2 separate regions of the Mus musculus genome follow, and region 1 is linked to region 2. Evidence: chromatin contacts called from public Micro-C data. All regions are on one chromosome and are shown on one strand. The core of a region is the stretch at or near the end of the contact, and the rest is flanking DNA. Distances in the headings are between cores, read along the strand shown.

What was found. A called contact is a pair of places that touch in the nucleus more often than the background predicts.
Region 1: a Micro-C map of granulosa cells shows a contact between it and region 2, with 2.4 times the contacts expected there. The contact joins two enhancer-like sites. A contact is called at or near these places in 11 of 484 Hi-C or Micro-C datasets (the 3T3-L1 cell line, the C2C12 cell line, cranial neural crest and 6 more).

What each region holds. Positions count from the first base shown.
Region 1 is chr10:57,000,203-57,003,933 of GRCm38.p6, forward strand. No RefSeq gene overlaps it. Among named protein-coding and RNA genes, the nearest start is that of Gm36827, 20 kb to the left of the region's middle. Within about 2 kb of position 1,324, at least 29 of the 459 cell types and tissues checked have an H3K27ac peak or open chromatin away from gene starts, as enhancers often do. A contact at or near this core is called in granulosa cells and tail fibroblasts, where this site is marked.
Region 2 is chr10:56,919,582-56,923,507 of GRCm38.p6, forward strand. No RefSeq gene overlaps it. Among named protein-coding and RNA genes, the nearest start is that of Gm36769, 14 kb to the right of the region's middle. Within about 2 kb of position 1,465, at least 111 of the 459 cell types and tissues checked have an H3K27ac peak or open chromatin away from gene starts, as enhancers often do. A contact at or near this core is called in granulosa cells and tail fibroblasts, where this site is marked.

The DNA of each region.
Region 1 (3,731 bases), core at 74-2,573, 80 kb after region 2:
TGTATAGCATTATCAAGTATGTACTGTGAAACTCTTGTGGTCGATGCCATATAAAAAGTTACATGCTTCTGTGAGATTTAAAATGTAGCAGAGAAAACACCAGCGCTTAAAAAAATGGATGATATCTTATGATCCAGTATATATATTTACATATATATATATATATATATATATATATATCAAATTAGTTTGAATGTTTACTTGAAAATACTTTAAATTCTTACATTGAAAACATAGAAAACACAGAAGTGGATGCTCACAGTCAGCTATTGGATGGATCACAGGGCCCCCAATGGAGGAGCTAGAGAAAGTACCCAAGGAGCTAAAGGGATCTGCAACCCTATACGTGGAACAACAATATGAACTAACCAGTATCCTGGAGCTCTTGACTCTAGCTGCATATGTATCAAAAGATGGCCTAGTCGGCCATCACTGGAAAGAGAGGCCCATTGGACATGCAAACTTTATATGCCCCAGTACAGGGGAACGCCAGGGCCAAAAAGGGGGAGTGGGTGGGTAGGGGAGTGGGGGGGGGCTTTTGGGATAGCATTGGAAATGTAAATGAGGAAAATACCTAATAAAAATATTAAAAGAAAAAGAAAACATAGAAAAATAAGAATCAGATGAAAAGAGACAGTTGGTTTAAAATGGTTGAAGTCAATATTTTGTACTCTGTAGTTACGTTATTTCCGTTCATTTTGATAGATCAATTTCTCTAAAGATTGGAAATCTTTGGGGCCAATAAAAATACCCTGAATATCTTCTGTGTCCTGTCAACATTCACATATCTTTATTATCTAATAATAAGGTATACATCCAGATACTATGCTGTATAGTGGGCCTGACTGAATGGCATATTAGAATTCAAGAGGGAGCAGATTTGATGTACAGTCTGAGAAACAGACTAGAGGGACCAAGGAAGCACAAAAGGCTTATGTCGGATACTAGTGAACCTCCCTCAAGACCTCGGCAGAGTTTTCAGGAAGAAACCGTAAAGAAGTGTTCTATATTCACCTCAGGACTGAAGACAAGAACACTGAAAAAAGATGTGATTCGGATACAGAATTTTTTGAGTAGCTCCCGTTTGAAAGGGGTAAATGAAGTGCGTTAAAAATATCCACCCCTCTGAGAATATCCAAAATAGAACTTTCCTTTTGAAAAACCAGAGAGATGTGCTGGGATCCTTTTCAAGGTCACTTTAACCTCTAAGAAATCAACGCAGTTTCTGTTGTGAGAGCAGGGTCGCCTCCCCTCCTACCCTTCCTTATCCTGATCAGGTGATGTCTCAGGCGGCAGCGATTCTTTTTTAATGTAACAAACAGTGCCATCTACTGACCAACTCATGCTACTGAAGCGGTAAATATTCTAGGACAGTAATTTGATCTGTGATAGGCCATTTGTCACAGTCTACGGAAGTCACATTTTACACGTGCTTATTCGAAGCTACAAGCAGGACAGGTGCCGTCTGTTTTGATTGTCAAGACTTTTTTTTTTTCTTTTTAGTACAAGAAGAGATTGAGGTCCAAGAAAACGGATCATTTGATCGTAATTTCGACTCTGTGGTTTTTTGTAGAGAGTACCACTTTGAACTGAATTCCCCTGAATGGAAGGAAATGTCACACTTTAGAAGTGTAAACAAGTCTTCAGAGTTCTAGAGCCTCGGAGTAAAAGCTAGATGGGGATGAGGGATGAAAAGGTGTGAGGTCCGTAGAGCAAAGCACACTGCCCAATGACGGACAGTCTGGGGAGAAGGAAAATGCTCACGTGGACTGTCAAGTCGGAGAATGAAAGGAAAATGAGCCAAGGCTATTTTATTTCTCCCCCTTTAATACTATAAAGCTTGGAAATATTTAGGTCAGTCCCATGTGTTCCTACATAGGCATTATCAATAATTCCATCTATTGTGTTGCAAGTTGTATGGTGTCAATAATCAGTCACTTACAAATTTATGAGAGTTAGGCTGAAGTAAGGATGGATAATGCAGTGAAAATCTCCCTATACTTTGATTAATGAGAATTAAGCCCCATTTGGTTTCTATTTGCACCCAAATCAGGAGAGTGTTGTTACTGTTATTGTTGTTATAGGCTGCATGCAGATATTACACTGAACAGTTCCATGGTTGTGGCATTCATGCTGTTTTCCTATAAGCTTCTGATTCTATAAATGGATGTAACCAATATCTGTGGGATGGAATATTTGTAAAAGAATATGCTACCTTCTCCTTTAAGAGAGAGAGAGAGAGAGAGAGAGAGAGAGAGAGAGAGAGAGAGAGCAAGAAAGGATGTTGATTTTGTGTATAGGGAGATAGGGAGGATCTGGGAGGAGCTGAGAGAGGAGGAACTATAATAGAATATATTTTATGAAAAAATATATTTTCAATTAAAAATATACTATTTTCTCATTTAAGATAGGAATGAGCAAGTTGATAAAATGGGTCCAGATGTTTGTTTCCGTTGTTGCATTGAAGCTCTTGAAACTGTATGAGGCACATTCTCAAATTATATAATATATATCAAATTAGGAAATGAAAGTAATCTATCAGCCAGATGAATCATATTCGGGAGGGTTTCTGAGAATAATACTCAAGATGTACAATATTACCAATCTTTGAAACACAGAAGAAAAAGAAGGAGAAGAAGAAGAAAAAGAAGGAGGAGGAGGAAAAGGGAGGAGGGGGGAGGAAGAAGAGGAGGGGGAGAAAGAGGAGGAGGAGGAGAAGAAGGAAAAGGAGGAGAAGAAGAAAACAGCAGCACAGAAGGCAAGTTTGACAGCAATGCGACCATTCAAATGCACACGATCTCAGTCTGCATACAACCACCTCCTTCCATTTCTCAAACCAAAGGCTTCCAAAGAGCCAGGAATCTACAGAACTAATGATGTCAATGACCATAGCAACGCAAGCACTGGAGGGGTGCGCTTTCTTCACAGGACACTGTCCTGAGGGTTGTTAGTAACACTGAAACTTACTCTGGGATTAGACAAGGACATATGGTGGAGGCAGAAGGCAAGTCTTCACAGAGATGCCTCTTGGTGATAGCTCAGGACAGACCTGAGAAATGCTGACAACAGCTGCTGGAGCAAGTCACAGACCCACAGAGCATGTGGAATAGCACATGGAACCTGGCTCTGGGCCTCTGTAGTGGGGTTTGTTTAGGATTTCAAAATAATTCAGACTCAGCATCTGCCTACTCTCTTATTTGGTGATCTCTTCTCATTTTAACATTTGATCAGAAGAAGAATTGGAATCATGATTCTAATTCGTTTTCCAAGCTCAGAATGGATTTTTGTGCTCAATTTGGAATCCATGCTATTACAGGTGTTTTGTTTTGTTTTATGTTGTGGATTTTTGTTGTTGTTGTTATTTTTTATTTTTTTATTTTTTGGTTTTTCGAGACAGGGTTTCTCTGTATAGCCCTGGCTGTCCTGGAACTCACTTTGTAGACCAGGCTGGCCTCGAACTCAGAAATCTACCTGCCTCTGCCTCCCGAGTGCTGGGATTAAAGGTGTGTGCCACCATGGTCGGCTTATGTTGTTTTAAAGAACATTGTCAGAAGTCTTACAGTCATTAAGATTAGGCTCATTTGAAAATGACAAAAGAATCCAGAGATAATACAGTATGAACATGTTTCCCCCTCTTTCTGCTTTCTTTCTCTCTATTGCATGAATGATATCAAAGCTCTGCACCAAAACTTTTACTATAGGCTACTTGTAAGAATAGAAATCAAGTCACA
Region 2 (3,926 bases), core at 215-2,714:
AGAAGTCTCAGCTCTTCCCCAGAATCATTTCTGCCAGCATGACATGCCACCATGCATGCCATGCCACCATGCTTCCTGCCCTGCAGATAACGGACTAAATGTCTGAACTGTGAGCCAGCCCCAATTACATTTTCTGTTTTTTTTTTTTTTTTTTTAAATACAAGATGCCATGGTCATGGTGTCTCTTTACAGCAATATATATATATATATTTAATTGCTTGATAGGTAAGTGCAACACTTTTGGGTTGCTGCAAGAACATAAAAGATGACCACAAGGGGAGGTGTCTTCTCACTGAGAAACTTGAGTCATCGCATCAAACAGGAAAGAAGGAATGAATATGACTTGGAAAACTCACTTAAGGCAGCATAGCTAAGCATCTGTAGGTTTTGCTTTCCTCTGAATAACAAACTGGTTTCATTGTCATAGAGGATAAGGACTTCCTTAAATTAGAACAGATTGTTGAAATTAACACAATTTAGTTGATTAAAAGATACAAGGATGAGTTTTATCAGAATTCCTGGCTATCATACTGAGGCCATTAATCAGTAAGTAGTGATATAATCAGTGGTAATTAGCCATCAGCCTCTTTACTCATGGTCATTTTACTAATTGAGTTAGCTTTGATTTGAACATAAGGGATACAAATTAAAAACTACTTATTCTAACTAATGACAGACTGCAGTGCACTGCAGTGAGCAATTTGCAGTTGGTTTGTTTAAATTTCTGTGAGATGGCATTCCCAGGTTCTATGGGGATTTTTTTTTCTATCTTAAAGTTAATAGACATTTTTATAGAACTGGTATTAGAGCACATGAGAGAATTTTAAAAATACATTTAGATCTTACTTGTTATCTCATTTAAGAAAACAAAAGGAAAGTTTAAGCCTGAAAATAAGTGCCTATTTTCTGTCACTTAAGTGTCAAAACAGCATTTGGGCCGTTTCTGAGTATGGGTATCAAAACCTTAGATAATCAACCTTCCAGTCTCCAATGTGAAGATAGCGAAGTCATAACACAAGTGATTCATTGAAAGCTTGTCTCTTTCTATCACTGCCATCAACGTGTTTATAAACATTCAGGGAAATTGAAAAGATAAGATTATGTAGGACATTCAGGTCCATACACTCACAGGCACCCTGGATTTCTGTCTGAGGCTTCCACAAAGCCCTTTGCTAATCGCCCTGAACGTTCTGCTGTTGTGATACAGTGGGCACTCAGAAAAGAGCCTCCAGACCGTTTCCTACCTACCCCCTTTATGCTTCCTGCAAAGCTATACACAAACCTGCACAGAAGAGAAAGGTCTTTCAGATGGAGAATTCCACAGGCGCCATGAGCGTCCCATTTGGGTGTTCAAATGCCACAAAGTTATGCCTTTTTCTGTAAGGTCATTCTCTCTGCTGTGTACTCTGATGACACAGAGAACATCTGGTCCTCATTCCCGCTATAATGACATTTCCTGCTCTACAGTTCCTTTTTAAATCACCCTCAACCTTCTCTTCTTTAGGCTAAATTCCAGGTTTGCTCACTCCTCTTGTGTCTCCCGTGCCAGACTTTTAAATATCCCTGCCCTGCTCTGAAACTGCTGTTTGCCTTTAGCCCAGAACTGGTCCCTTGGCTGAGAGCAGCAGAGATCCCCAGGGTCCTCACCTTTCACCTCTCTGCCGCAGCCACTCACGCATGCACACATCCCAGTGCTCAAACACACCCAAGCTTTAAAATAACAAGTTCATATTAGGGAGAGACCTCTCTCTCTATCAGCTCGCTTTCCCTCTCTGTCCCAAGGGAAGATTTCAGAGCAGATTGGGTTTTGGGAGTCAAGAGGCAGACAGCTGTAGCTTCAGCGTCCAGCGGTCACACAGCTCCAGAGGGATTGGAAGGTCAAGGGAAGCTTGTAGAACCGCAGGCCATTCACGTGGCTTGGAGGAGGAGATGACCGAGCCCTAATAAAACCCTGGCTGCCGGACATGCCACTGGGGCTGGCACGCTAATTGAAACCAGCAGGCGTGGGTCTGCAGCCCTTTGACGCTAATGCTGAGCGCAGAATAACTTTTCCTTCCACAGGAAAGGCAGAGCTCAGCCAGTAAAGCTGGGCTAATACTAAAAAAATTGCAACTACCCAGCTCCTCTGCTCTAGATAAAGACAGAGAACCCTCTTAACCCTCCTCCCTCTCTCTTTCAGGAAGCTCAACTACTAAATGTCTTTCTCTGAAATTGGGCCAAATTTGTCACTTGCTGTACTTAAATATTTTATCATATAAAACAGGGTGACGTTTATTAGCCCAAATCATTTTTAAGCAATCTGAAAGAATTTTGTTTTGTACATTTTACAGTTATTTTTGTTTTTTGCTTTGTTTTTTTGTTTTTGTTTTGTTTTTGTTTTGTTTTCTAAATAAGAGTAACCACGGACACATAGTTCAACAGCTCTGTAGTCAACAGCTCTGTATTAGTTTGCTTTCTATCACTGCAGTAAATACCATGGCCAAGACCAACCTGCGGAAGGAAAGGGTTAGGAACTACAACCTACAGCCCATCCTGATAGGTAGTCAGGGCAGGAACTCAAGGAGGAAGCAAGAGTAAGAATGGGCACTATCCTTGCCTTGCCGAATTCATGATCAGCACCAGGCTGAGCATGTACTGGGCTTTTCAACTCTGTCCTGAACTATTTACTTTGTGGTTGTTTCCTCTTTCGTTCCAGAAGTGTTCCAAAATGTTGAAACTCCTGGTTCAATATTCTAAATTATTTGCTTTAAAAACAAAAACAAAAACAAAACAAACAAAACAAAACAAAAAAAACCCTTCTTCTTGTTTCTACTTCCATCTTTGACTCTTTATCTTCTATAAAGATCTATAATCAATCATTCTTGCATCTCAAGAAATAGTTTTAAAACTATTATTTTAAGATAACATGCCTATAAATCCATGTTCTTTGACAGGATTCTATTGTTTGATAAAAACTTTCTTTTGTGTTGTTGTTTTGTTATTGTTGTTCCTGATCTCCTCTCTCTATCAATAGGAACAATTCTCTTTGTTGCTGTCTTTCATCTCCCTTAGAGGCCCCGGCTTTCTACATTGTTGGTCAGATGATGACACAGGAGATGCTAATCTATAGCCCTGGATTTTTCAGACAGGATCATGTGCAGCCGCTTCGTTATCTAACCTCTTTGGAGGCTTTGTATTTGAATCAGTGTTCTATGCAGAAAAACACAGAGCTAGACAACTCTGTGACTTATTAAAATGTTGGCATTGGACAAGTAGTAAAACTTCTATAATGTTCATCTGTAAAATGGGGAGAAAATAGCTTCATTGGGCTAGAGGTGTATGCCCACAGTACAGCATGTACTTAGAACTCACAGGAACTGAGTAAACTCAATTCTGAACATCAAAAGAAAAAACAAAAACAAACAAACAAAAACAAAACAAAACTCAACCCCTTTAACTGACTTTGTGGCAAGAGCAGATGGCTAAAAGTATGGCTCTTATTGATCATTCCATGACTGTACAAAAATCATTTCTATAAATTGTTATGTTCTCAAAAATGACTAAAATGATTAGAGAGTTCTATTTATTATATTTAAAACTCCAAGTATCTTGATTACAGTCTAATAAATTGTAAGTGGATGTTGATTGTAAATCATACATTGACCTTAAAGCCTTCTGCTAGAAATATATATAGTGGTAGTTATTTTATTTTTTCACTATGAATTTATTTCTTACTGATACACTAGCCTAGCTGTAAGGCAGGTTTCTGTAAGGAGTTTCCTGAACCTAAGCTTCATATGCTATGCTATAAAGTGAGGAGAATGATATCTTTCACAAACAGTTTTGGATGAATGGGATATTATACATTAAGTGTGTAGTATTTGTTTAGTGTTAAAGTGAACTTAGTAAATAGAATCATTAAAAAACCCTAGTAATAGTTTTCAGTG